Regions from separate parts of the Gossypium hirsutum genome. Here region 2 is linked to region 1. Evidence: chromatin contacts called from public Hi-C data. All regions are on one chromosome and are shown on one strand. The core of a region is the stretch at or near the end of the contact, and the rest is flanking DNA. Distances in the headings are between cores, read along the strand shown.

Region 1 (5,001 bases), core at 2,115-4,614:
AGTATGAAGTTTAGCAAGCTCATTGTCACAACCAATAAGGTATCTATCAAGAACGGCAATAAAATCAGGTCATTAAATAAGAGAAGAGTGAGGGAGATAAGCTGCAGCTTGAGTTATGTAAAAAGAATTTGAATGACATTAATCCTTGTTCTCCTTGACTTACTCATACGGGGTTGAAACTGGTCGGCCACGTGCTGCTTTAAACTCCCATGGTGTAATTGGGCCTCTTAAGATCATGTCGGCATCAAGGATAACTATGTACTCGGCATCAACGTTTACATGGTTGAGCCAATGAACAACAGCAGCTGGTTTATTAATTGCCGGATACCTGAAATGAATCAAGCGACGATAAGAGTTTGCGGTCTGCCTTCTAGTTCACAAAGCTTGGGCATATAAACGTTTTGTTAATCTCTTGCTTTATGTTGCCTAAGAGTTCTTTTATCTGGAGCAAAAGTAAATAACAATAACTTGAGAATTACCAGTCGCCTGTTAGCGGATGGCGGCTCATTGAAGGGACATAATGAGTGGGTGCCAGGTCATGGCCTTTGTATTGCTTTAAGTCCTCATCTGTACAGCTGAGAAGACGTGTTATATTTCCGGGCTGGCCGCTGAGGTGGAAACTGTGCATGAGCCCTACAGTTTGCCAATCAAAATAAGTAGTACATTCGGTCGAAAATAATGTATGGATTTTCGGGTACGGTTTTATAGGTTCATCGATTTCCTTCACCTCCTTGGCCACCTCAGTTTGCATCCTAGGAGGAGTAAGAAGCTTCGGTTGAGTTAGTTTCGCAAAAGTTTTGCTTTTCAAAAAGCTTAGATATTTTGACCACTTTGGCTTCGGGCATCCATTTCTGGCATGTTGTAACAGAAGACCCTCATTCATGGTATTAATACACTCAATATTCAAGAACAAGGCACGCCTTTTATTCGGATCAGGTTCCATCAATTTAATCTGCGTAAGGAAAGGATATACTAAGTCAAGTCTTACATGTAATTCGTAATTATGAATAAAACAGATGATATATGCAAGCAGCATTAGTAATAATCATAATGTTCTGGAAAAAAAGGTAATAAGCATGATGTTTAGTTCATGAATGGAACCAATCTCATGTCACAGGCTTTTTTCTTTTTCCTTTTTGGTAAGAGAAAAATACATCACATGCAAATAAATGAGCATTTTACAAAGGCATTTCTTAGTGCAAGGTTTAGATCTTAACTTACTTCTCTAGGATAAGGAGGCTCGGGAAAGAGTCGCCCACACTCATAAACAATTCCATCTTCATGGTGTTCTAATTTACTGAAAGACCAGTTTCCCACACTAAATGGCAAGCCATAATGTAGAAGAATAGGCTCAACACCCGGTTGTGGAGTATAGCCCGGGTAGATCATCAAGTTGTCATTAATCTTGTGCCTAAGTCCAGCCTGAAAAGAAAAGAACATAACCAGAATTAAAAGATGGACATAAAAATATCGCACACAGAAAGGCTGAAGTAAAGTTTTCTTTTATACTCTTTGTGGCAGTAAACAAAATAACATACTTCTGCTGCCCCAAACGAATAACCATACATCTCGCTAATCCAGCCTGTCCCATAGATGTCACCGGTTATATTAGTCCCCCAGTGAGCTCTGTCTTCTCGTACTTCTTCCGTCTTTGAAAGCCACAAAGGTGCTAGAACTCGAAGATCATCTATGTGCATGGCTAAGAGCCCACCAACCTTGTCACAAAGTTCTGGGTGCTTTGTATGCATTTTAGCCAAAATATTATCACATCCTATCAAGTACCTGGAGTACCAAAAAAATTATGAATATCTAAGTGAAAAATTCGAAAATGATCGTAGACAATATGCACAATGCAGAGAAGTACAAATTTCTTTCTCAATATCAGCCTTAGGGCATATGATAATTGTGAAACCAGAAAAAGTATCCGATGACAGAATGTTGAAGCATTATCACAACTACATGTAAAAATAATCCTAAGTTTTGGCATCAAAAAAATAATGAAAGTTCCATACCCATAATATGCAGCAACAGGGTGGCCTTTCTCTGCCCCAAGTTCCCAAGGTATAATCGGACCTCGGAGGATCATGTCCGCATCCAAAATCACTACCCAGTCGGTGCTCTGCGCATCTTTACTATGTTTTAGCCAGTGGACAATTCCAGCAGGTTTGTTAATTGCAGGATACCTACATAATCAAAATAAGTGTCATCCATGAAGTTCTTCCAGACTCCTATGATCTCTGTTGTATCAGAACTCCGATAAAAGTGTTAAAAAACGATAACACGATGAAAGCTACAATGAGAGAGTTTAATCAGAAAGGACACAACAGTGGACTCCATGCCTGAAGGAATGGGAAGTAAGCATGAAACAATGCAAGATGTTCATCATTCTTGAACCATTAAACATATGAAAAAGAAGTTGAATGAACATTCTTTCATAAGGTAAAGAAATTTGGTATTTTGAATTTTAATCCTTCTACTTTATTTAGGTTGACAACAACAACAATTCACAGACTTGATCAATTCCAAGAGCAATACTTTAATCAGAACAGCATACTTATTTGAATCATGATAGTTTTAGATCAAGGAAATTGAAATTAGAAAATGAAGAACCAAAGGAACCATTAAAGAACTTCAAACCCAAAAAAGAGCTAAAAGAGAGGGAGAAACTTTACCAATCACCAGTTTTAGGATGTCTACTCATAGAGGGAACTTCTAGAGTTGGAGCCAAATCCATCCCTTTATAATTCTTCTTCTCTTCCTCCGTACAGCTCAGTAACCGGGTCACTGGTCCGGGTTGCTGGGCCTTCTTGAAGCTGTGCATGAATCCGACGGTTTGCCAATCGAAGTAGTTCTGGCATTCCACCGAGAACAAAGTGTGGATCCTATAGGGAGCTTCAAGACCCGGGTTTTGACCCGAAATGAAACTAACCCAAAAGCTAACTAGCATCAGAAAAGCTAAGAAATTGGCCATTGGAAGTTGAATTTTCAAGGCCTGATTTGAAATGGGTAGTTTCTAAAAGATCTGGATTTCATGAGGGTGAAGAGATTGTAAGAAGTCAAGACGTTGAAAAATTCTAAATTTTTACAGGTAACAGATATAAACAGGGGAGATGGTGGCAAAGAAATGCTATAAAAAAATAGTTTTTGAGATTTGTATTAATTTAATTAAAAAAATGGAACGATTCTTTTTAACTATTGAATTGATAAAAAGAAAAAAGGATAAAAATCTGAATTGAGCAACTGTGTACGTCAAACAGAGGTAGAAGGAGCCGCCTGAGTTCATGAGACAGTTAAAATCAACCTTAAACGACACCAAGTGGTTGTCGTTCTCGACAAAAATCAATGCCACACACAAACTAAACTACTCGTAAGGAAAAAGAAAAGTCAACTACCAAAAGAGTAGTTTTGATTTCTGAACATATTTTTTATTTTAAAATTTTTTAAAAAATATACATATTTAAAAGCAGTTGGAAAAAAGGAATTTTCTTTATATAACTTTAAACCAAAGTTAATTCATAAATTAAAAACTCTTATTTTCAACTTTAATTTTACAAAACATTGAAAATAAGTTATTATTATTATTTTTAAAAGGTTCTACATATTTTCATTCAAACACATTTTTACAATAGATTTCATTTTCTATCACGTGGCGTAAAAATCACAAATTTAAAATAGATATATCTGTTTAAAAGTAACATACAAATAAACAACGAAACATATAGTTTGAAACTAATTAATTATAATAATACATGATATATGTATGATATTAAAATAAAAAAATTAGATTAAATTATGAGTAAAACAAAATTTAAACACATAAATACATCAGATATATAATACTAAATGCACTACAACTATTTATCATGGTTTTGTTATCAACTATGAGTTAGTATTTAGTTGATTTGTGATACCAACTCAATAAACAACATTATTAATATAAACAATTGATGGATATAATAAATTGTGTATATTAAAACAAAATTGTATAAAATGCATCAAAATGAAGCTTTGGTTGAATGTTAAATTTAAGGTTTTAATAATACAATTGATGTGGGTTTAAATATTACTATATGCATGTTTTAATTAGTTTTTGTTAAAATGAAAAGACTAAAATACCCTAAAATAATATAACATTTTTTAATTACGAAATGACATTTATTGTAATTTCCTAACTGAGTTAATAACCCAGTTGAAGGTGACACCAACTTAGTCAGGAGCTTAATAAATATTAGAAATTCTATCACATGTGTATATGTGTGGAAACCATAAATTTAAAACATATATTCTTGTTTAAATGTATGGTTTGAAACTAATTATACAAATGATGTAGATAATAAATTGTCTATATTAAAACAAAATTATATTAAATATATTAATATGAAGGTTCGGTTGAATGGTAAATTTAAAGTTTTATAACTCTAATTTGTGTAGTTTCAAATCTCACTATATGCATATTTTGATTGGTTTCTGTGGGAATGAAAAAAACTAAAATACATACCAACTCGATTAGGGGCTTAATAAATAGTAAGTATAAATATAAATTGTGTATATTAAAATGAAAATTGTATAAAATACATTAAAATGAAGTTTTAGTTGAGTGCTAAATTTAATATTTTAGTAATTCATTTAGCACAAGTCCAAATCTCAGCATATGCATATTTTAATTGTTTTTTGTTAAAAAAAAACTTGTTATGAATACCTTATTAAGTGGATGTCCATCAAGATCAAGATAAGTTTTTATGTACTTTAAATTCTAATAGTGTAACACCCTAAACCCGGCCTAGACGTCCAGTCCAAGTTAAGAGAGTTACATCGTTGATACTTAAATACCACACATATAACACAATAATACTAAACCATACTTCGCATAATATTCATCACAAGGATTAGTTAAGTATATAATCTTTCAAAGTCCTACTATCATAGTTTACCGAAATTCCTAAAGTAGTATTTAAAAGAAAGATAAAAGCTTGACTGCGCTTCCGCCGTGCCGACCTGTTC
Region 2 (5,072 bases), core at 1,598-4,097, 61 kb after region 1:
GTTGGATAGATGTCCTCGTAGGGGTTATCGAGTATAAGTCAGATGAGGATGATCGAGCGACTGCGTGGACTAGATCCTCCTCGATACCGATTATCTTATTCCGACCCTCAAAATGAGCATGCGGACTTTATTGATGATATCTCTTTCCATCATGAGGATCCACCTCATCATTCACCTTAGAGTCACCCTACTACTACTCCTGTTGTCGCCCTAGTGGACCTCTCCAAGCGGTTCACTCGTTTCGAGCAACACTGTTTTAAGCGGTTCAACAGTATTGATGTGACCTTGTAGTAGATCTTTCAGTATTTCCACATTTCTTCTACAACGCCGGCGCCTCACGATCCCGATGACTCTCATGATGAAGATCATTAATCTTATTTATTTTCTTTTCATTTTCATTTTCTTTTTGTTTTTAGTTGTTTTTTTTATTTCTTTGACTTCTTTAGTTTATTTTTCTCTCGAACTCTATTTTTATTTTTATGGTTGTTTCTAGTTGAGTTTGTAACCTCTTAATCTTCTTCCTTATTTGCGTTTATTTTCTTATTAGTTTGCTCGAAACCATGCACTACATTTAGATTTGCCTACAATTTCGGTTTTCACTATTTTGGCGATTTCATCTATATTTAGGGCAGTTTCAGCTTTCTCCCTTTCTTATGATATTCTGCTTATTCTATGCTTATATTTGTTTGTACATTGAGGACAATATATGTCTTAAGTGTGGGGAGGTTATTTATATTACTATTATAAAATCCCTGAATTATTTCTTATGTTTAAGTAATTTTCTCATACTTCCATTAGAGTGAATTGTTTTCAATTTGGGATTTTTAATGATGCTGTTTTGGAATAATTTGTAGATATTTGTGCATTGGTTGATTTAAAATTTAAGACATAGAGAGTCAATCATGATGAGTATTTTTCAGAAATTAAAAATTTTAGGTTTTTCCCTGAATTGTGGTATTATCTTGAAGTTTTAAATTTGCAAGTGTGACATCAAAACCATGATTTTTTGTGAGATTTTGAGCCTATAAAGCATACATTTTTCATGCTCATTTTATTATTGGTTATGAGTGTGTCAACTTGATTTGTTATTCTAGAACGTGCTTCGATTATGCTTGTCGAGACCACACCTTTGATTTGATATACTGAGATGATAAAGACACTTAGGTTTTAACCCACTTAACCTATAAAAAACCTGCCTATTGAATTAACCCTTAGTGAACCCTGTTGAGCCTAACACACATTTTCTTGATTAACCCGTGAATGTTAACTCATAACCCATTTTTTTTCGTTGTGAATCTTTCCAGTTTTATTGACCCCTTTTTTGTTGAGATTTGATTTGGCTAGTTGCCTAACTATGCTATTTGTTTGAATTGCTGAATTAATTCTTATTGTTCTACTTCAAAAAATCGAAAAAAAATATTGATTAATTCTTTGTTAATTGAGCTTGAATAGTTAATTTCATATTTTATTGAGAATCTCCTTTTTATTCTTGAATAGTATTGATTGATGCACTTTCTTTTAATTCAACATTTATTTATTTTTTTAGTTTGGTAATTTATCAACTCGATCTCGATTATAACCACTTTTTCTAGTTGTTTTTTTCACACCCTTAACCTAAGCCCCATTATAACCTCTTAAAGACTTTTTGATTAATGTGTCATATCATTTTATAGTGGTGGAAATTTAATTTTCAAGCAAGCCTATGGAAATTTAATTTTGAGTGAATATTTATTGAACCTTAAACACTTTGAGTGCTTTAAGTGCTTTGAGTGAATCTTTAGTGAGGATGTCAATTCTTGTTGATTGTGAATTAAAAGTAATTACTTAAATAAGGGGAGACACCTATGTTTTCATATTTTAAATAAATTAACTTTATTAAATATATATAATTTATGTTTTTTATGAGTTAAAATTAAATTAATTTTATAATAAAACTATTAAATTAATCATAGATACTTAGAAGTTTATTATTTAAAGGATAAATATTTGGTACACTGACAATATATTTTTATAAGACACATGTCAATCCCTAACCCTACTTATGTATCAATTTACCAAATAATATTCCTTATTTAATTTTTTTTTTGAAATTTCTAAATCGCACTTATCAAAGAAAGTTTAGAGTTAACAAAAAAGGAGGCATGTATACATTAAAAAAAATGCATGTAACTTTTTTAGTTTAAAGCTTTCTAAGATTTTGAACAAATCTTATGTAATTAAATTTTAAATATAATTACTTAATATTTTTATATTAAAATTATCAAAATTAACAATGTGTTTTTAAAATTTTAAATATTACTCACTTAATTATTTCTTTATTTTTACTGGTAACAAATTTTTTTTTCTTTTTCTTTTGTTAACATAATTATTTCTTTATTTGAAAACTCTAAATTGCTTTTATTTATTTAGATTAGAATAAATGTTATAACAGTAAAAATCAAAATATTTCATCAACGAAAAAGTTAAAAAAACTGTTAACCAGTAAAATTTAGACAGTAATAACAATCATTTTTAAAATATAGATAACCTATTAATTTTTTGATATTTTATAGGGACAAATATAGTGCATAACCGATTGAATAAAGTCCTATGTAGTGGGAATATTATAAACAAAAAATTTAATTGAATTAACGTTTTTCAAAACATCTAAATTATCATAAAAATTTTAGTCCTTAGAGTTGATTTCATAAAAGAAAGTAAATTTGGCGATGACTTCTTGGTTTGGGTAATCTTAAATTTGTTTCTTTAATTTTAGTTTTCAATGAAAAGATTGCATTAATCCGAGGGGTGAAACTGAACTCGTTGATGCAAAGCTTGTTTTTGATTCTTTGGTCTTAACTGGGCCAATCATGGCACACATATATAGGCCACTTCATCCCAATGAATCGGGCCTAATTTAAATAATTGGACCCTCCCTACTCTCATCGTAATGTAAGAAGTACACATAATATATACACCTACGTGTATGTATAGATATACAAACATATCATCAATGCATATTTTTATTTAGGGTAAACTAGTCACCCAATTATTATTAAGATTTGTTTAGTCACCAAATCATGAAAAATTACAAAATAATTATTCAATTATTTGATTTATTAACTACGTTGATTGGGTGACAGAAAGATAATATATGACATGATAATAAATTTAATTCTCAGCGTTTGCATATTGTAAATGTATCCAGTTAACGACAATAAACGAAACTTGCTAACTTTCTCAAATTGGCTTCTAGATTTTTTTATCACATTGATCCTTATGGTCAACACCGTTAGTTTTTAAATATTTGGGTGATGTGGCGAAATTAGGATGTGACACACGGACAAACAAGAAAACAACAAGTGTCTTCCTCTATAATTATTCTAAAAATTGTAAAAAAAAAACTTCAAAAATTTTAAAAAAAATTGTTTTAGAAAATATAAGAAATATATATTATAAAAATTCAAAAAATTAATATATAATTCAAAACATAAAACAAAACAATTAGTTAAAAATTCAAAAAATATTTTAAAAAATTCAATAAAAAGAGAACATATTGTTAAAATTTTATAAAATTTAAAAATTAAATTACAAAAATATTGATCAGTCAATTTTTTGAATCGTTAAATATTTTTTCATTTTTCTGTAATTTTCTAAAATTTTAAGTATATTTTAATATTATTTTTGTAAATTTGAACTGTTTTTTCAATTATATATATTCAATTTTCTTAACTTTTATAACTTGCATATATTACTTATATTTTAAAACTTATTTACATTTATTGAATATATATATTAGAATAATTAAATAGGAAGAAACATGTTGCTCCCCTGTTTGTTCATGTGTCATCATTGTGTTTAGTCATGTCACTCAACTGTTATAAAATTAATGGTGTTAATCATAAATGCTATCTTTAGAGGTTAATGTGATTCAAGAAGAATTAAGGACTAATTTGAAAAAAATTTACGAAGATCATGAGCCAATTTATATATTAAACTAGTTATTTTTTCATATATACTACCTTTTAGAGTGCAAAAGTAAATGATAAGGGAAAGATTTGGTTACTACATGGTTAAAATTCATGCGTTTACATGTGCGGAATAGAGGGTCGATCAAAAGCCTTGCTATTAAGTCTACTCTAGATGTGAATTAAAGTACTTTAGTTGTCCAATAGACCTGACAGTTCGACTTAATCCCAATAACTATTTTTTAATTAAAAAATTCTTCATATTTATATTAATTCTAAAATACATATTAATAAAATATTTTTAAAATTTTAATATCAAATGAATGATGAATTTGGATAAATGAATTAAGACAAATTTAAAAAGAAACCATTTTGACAAGAAAAATATTGAACTATGACTTAACTCAGGGCCAAGTCGATTGTAATATAATAATAAAAAAACTCTTCTAATATCTAAGTTTTACCCTTGAAAAATGTCTAACTTCTAAAATTGAAAAGTAGCTATGGAAAAAAGAAGCCAATATTATCATTAAAATTATTGGGAGTTAAGTCAATAGCTAACTATTGCTTAGCTTAGTGTATGTTGTCTTAGAATCCCTAAGATTTTATGTTTGTTTGAGAGAGATGAACCACTCTATGGCCTTAATGTACAAGACAAAAGAAGAAGGTCCTTTTTTTCTTACCAAAATGAAGAAAAGTCAAGTTTTGTAAATGATAGGAACACTTCAAAATCTTATCCCGTAAATAATTTAGTAATAAGTAAACAAATAAAAAACCCATGAAAAGGTTTTTATATAAAATAGTACTACTACTCCTATCTTGTGGGGCTTATGAAATTTGAAAACTCCTAATGAAATGTCCCACATAGATATGGCCATAGCTGTGCCATTCAGTCATATGGTTTTGGTTGTTTCCTCCCATACCTATAGTCATTTTTTCTTCCCTTTTTTAAATCAAAACCATACTTTTTTTTTTATAACGGAATACCAAAGAGAAAATAAAAAGGAAAGCACTTAGATCAAGTCATTAAGTTTACCGGATACACTCAAATCTAGTTTCTCTCGTTCTCACATAAAACATAAGAACAATCATCATCTAAGATATCATGGATAGAAAAGAGATAAG

Evidence for each region. Hi-C and Micro-C count contacts between places; a contact is called where the count stands out from the background.
Region 2: a contact with region 1 is called in a Hi-C map of leaf, with 3 times the contacts expected there. The contact joins the enhancer-like site here to the promoter of LOC107892211 in region 1. A contact is called at or near these places in 12 of 34 Hi-C or Micro-C datasets (anther, hypocotyl, leaf and 2 more).

Annotation. Positions count from the first base shown.
Region 1 is chrD09:10,755,371-10,760,371 of Gossypium_hirsutum_v2.1, forward strand. It overlaps LOC107892211 (peptidyl serine alpha-galactosyltransferase), which reads right to left and starts at 3,365. Exons shown (of 8, transcript XM_041101785.1): 1 at 2,673-3,365; 2 at 2,013-2,183; 3 at 1,539-1,782; 4 at 1,222-1,422; 5 at 480-952; 6 at 164-328; 7 at 1-43. The coding sequence starts at 2,971.
Region 2 is chrD09:10,816,649-10,821,720 of Gossypium_hirsutum_v2.1, forward strand. No RefSeq gene overlaps it. Among protein-coding and RNA genes, the nearest start is that of LOC107892209, 4.2 kb to the right of the region's middle. Within about 2 kb of position 2,848, at least 1 of the 9 cell types and tissues checked has an H3K27ac peak or open chromatin away from gene starts, as enhancers often do. A contact at or near this core is called in leaf, where this site is marked.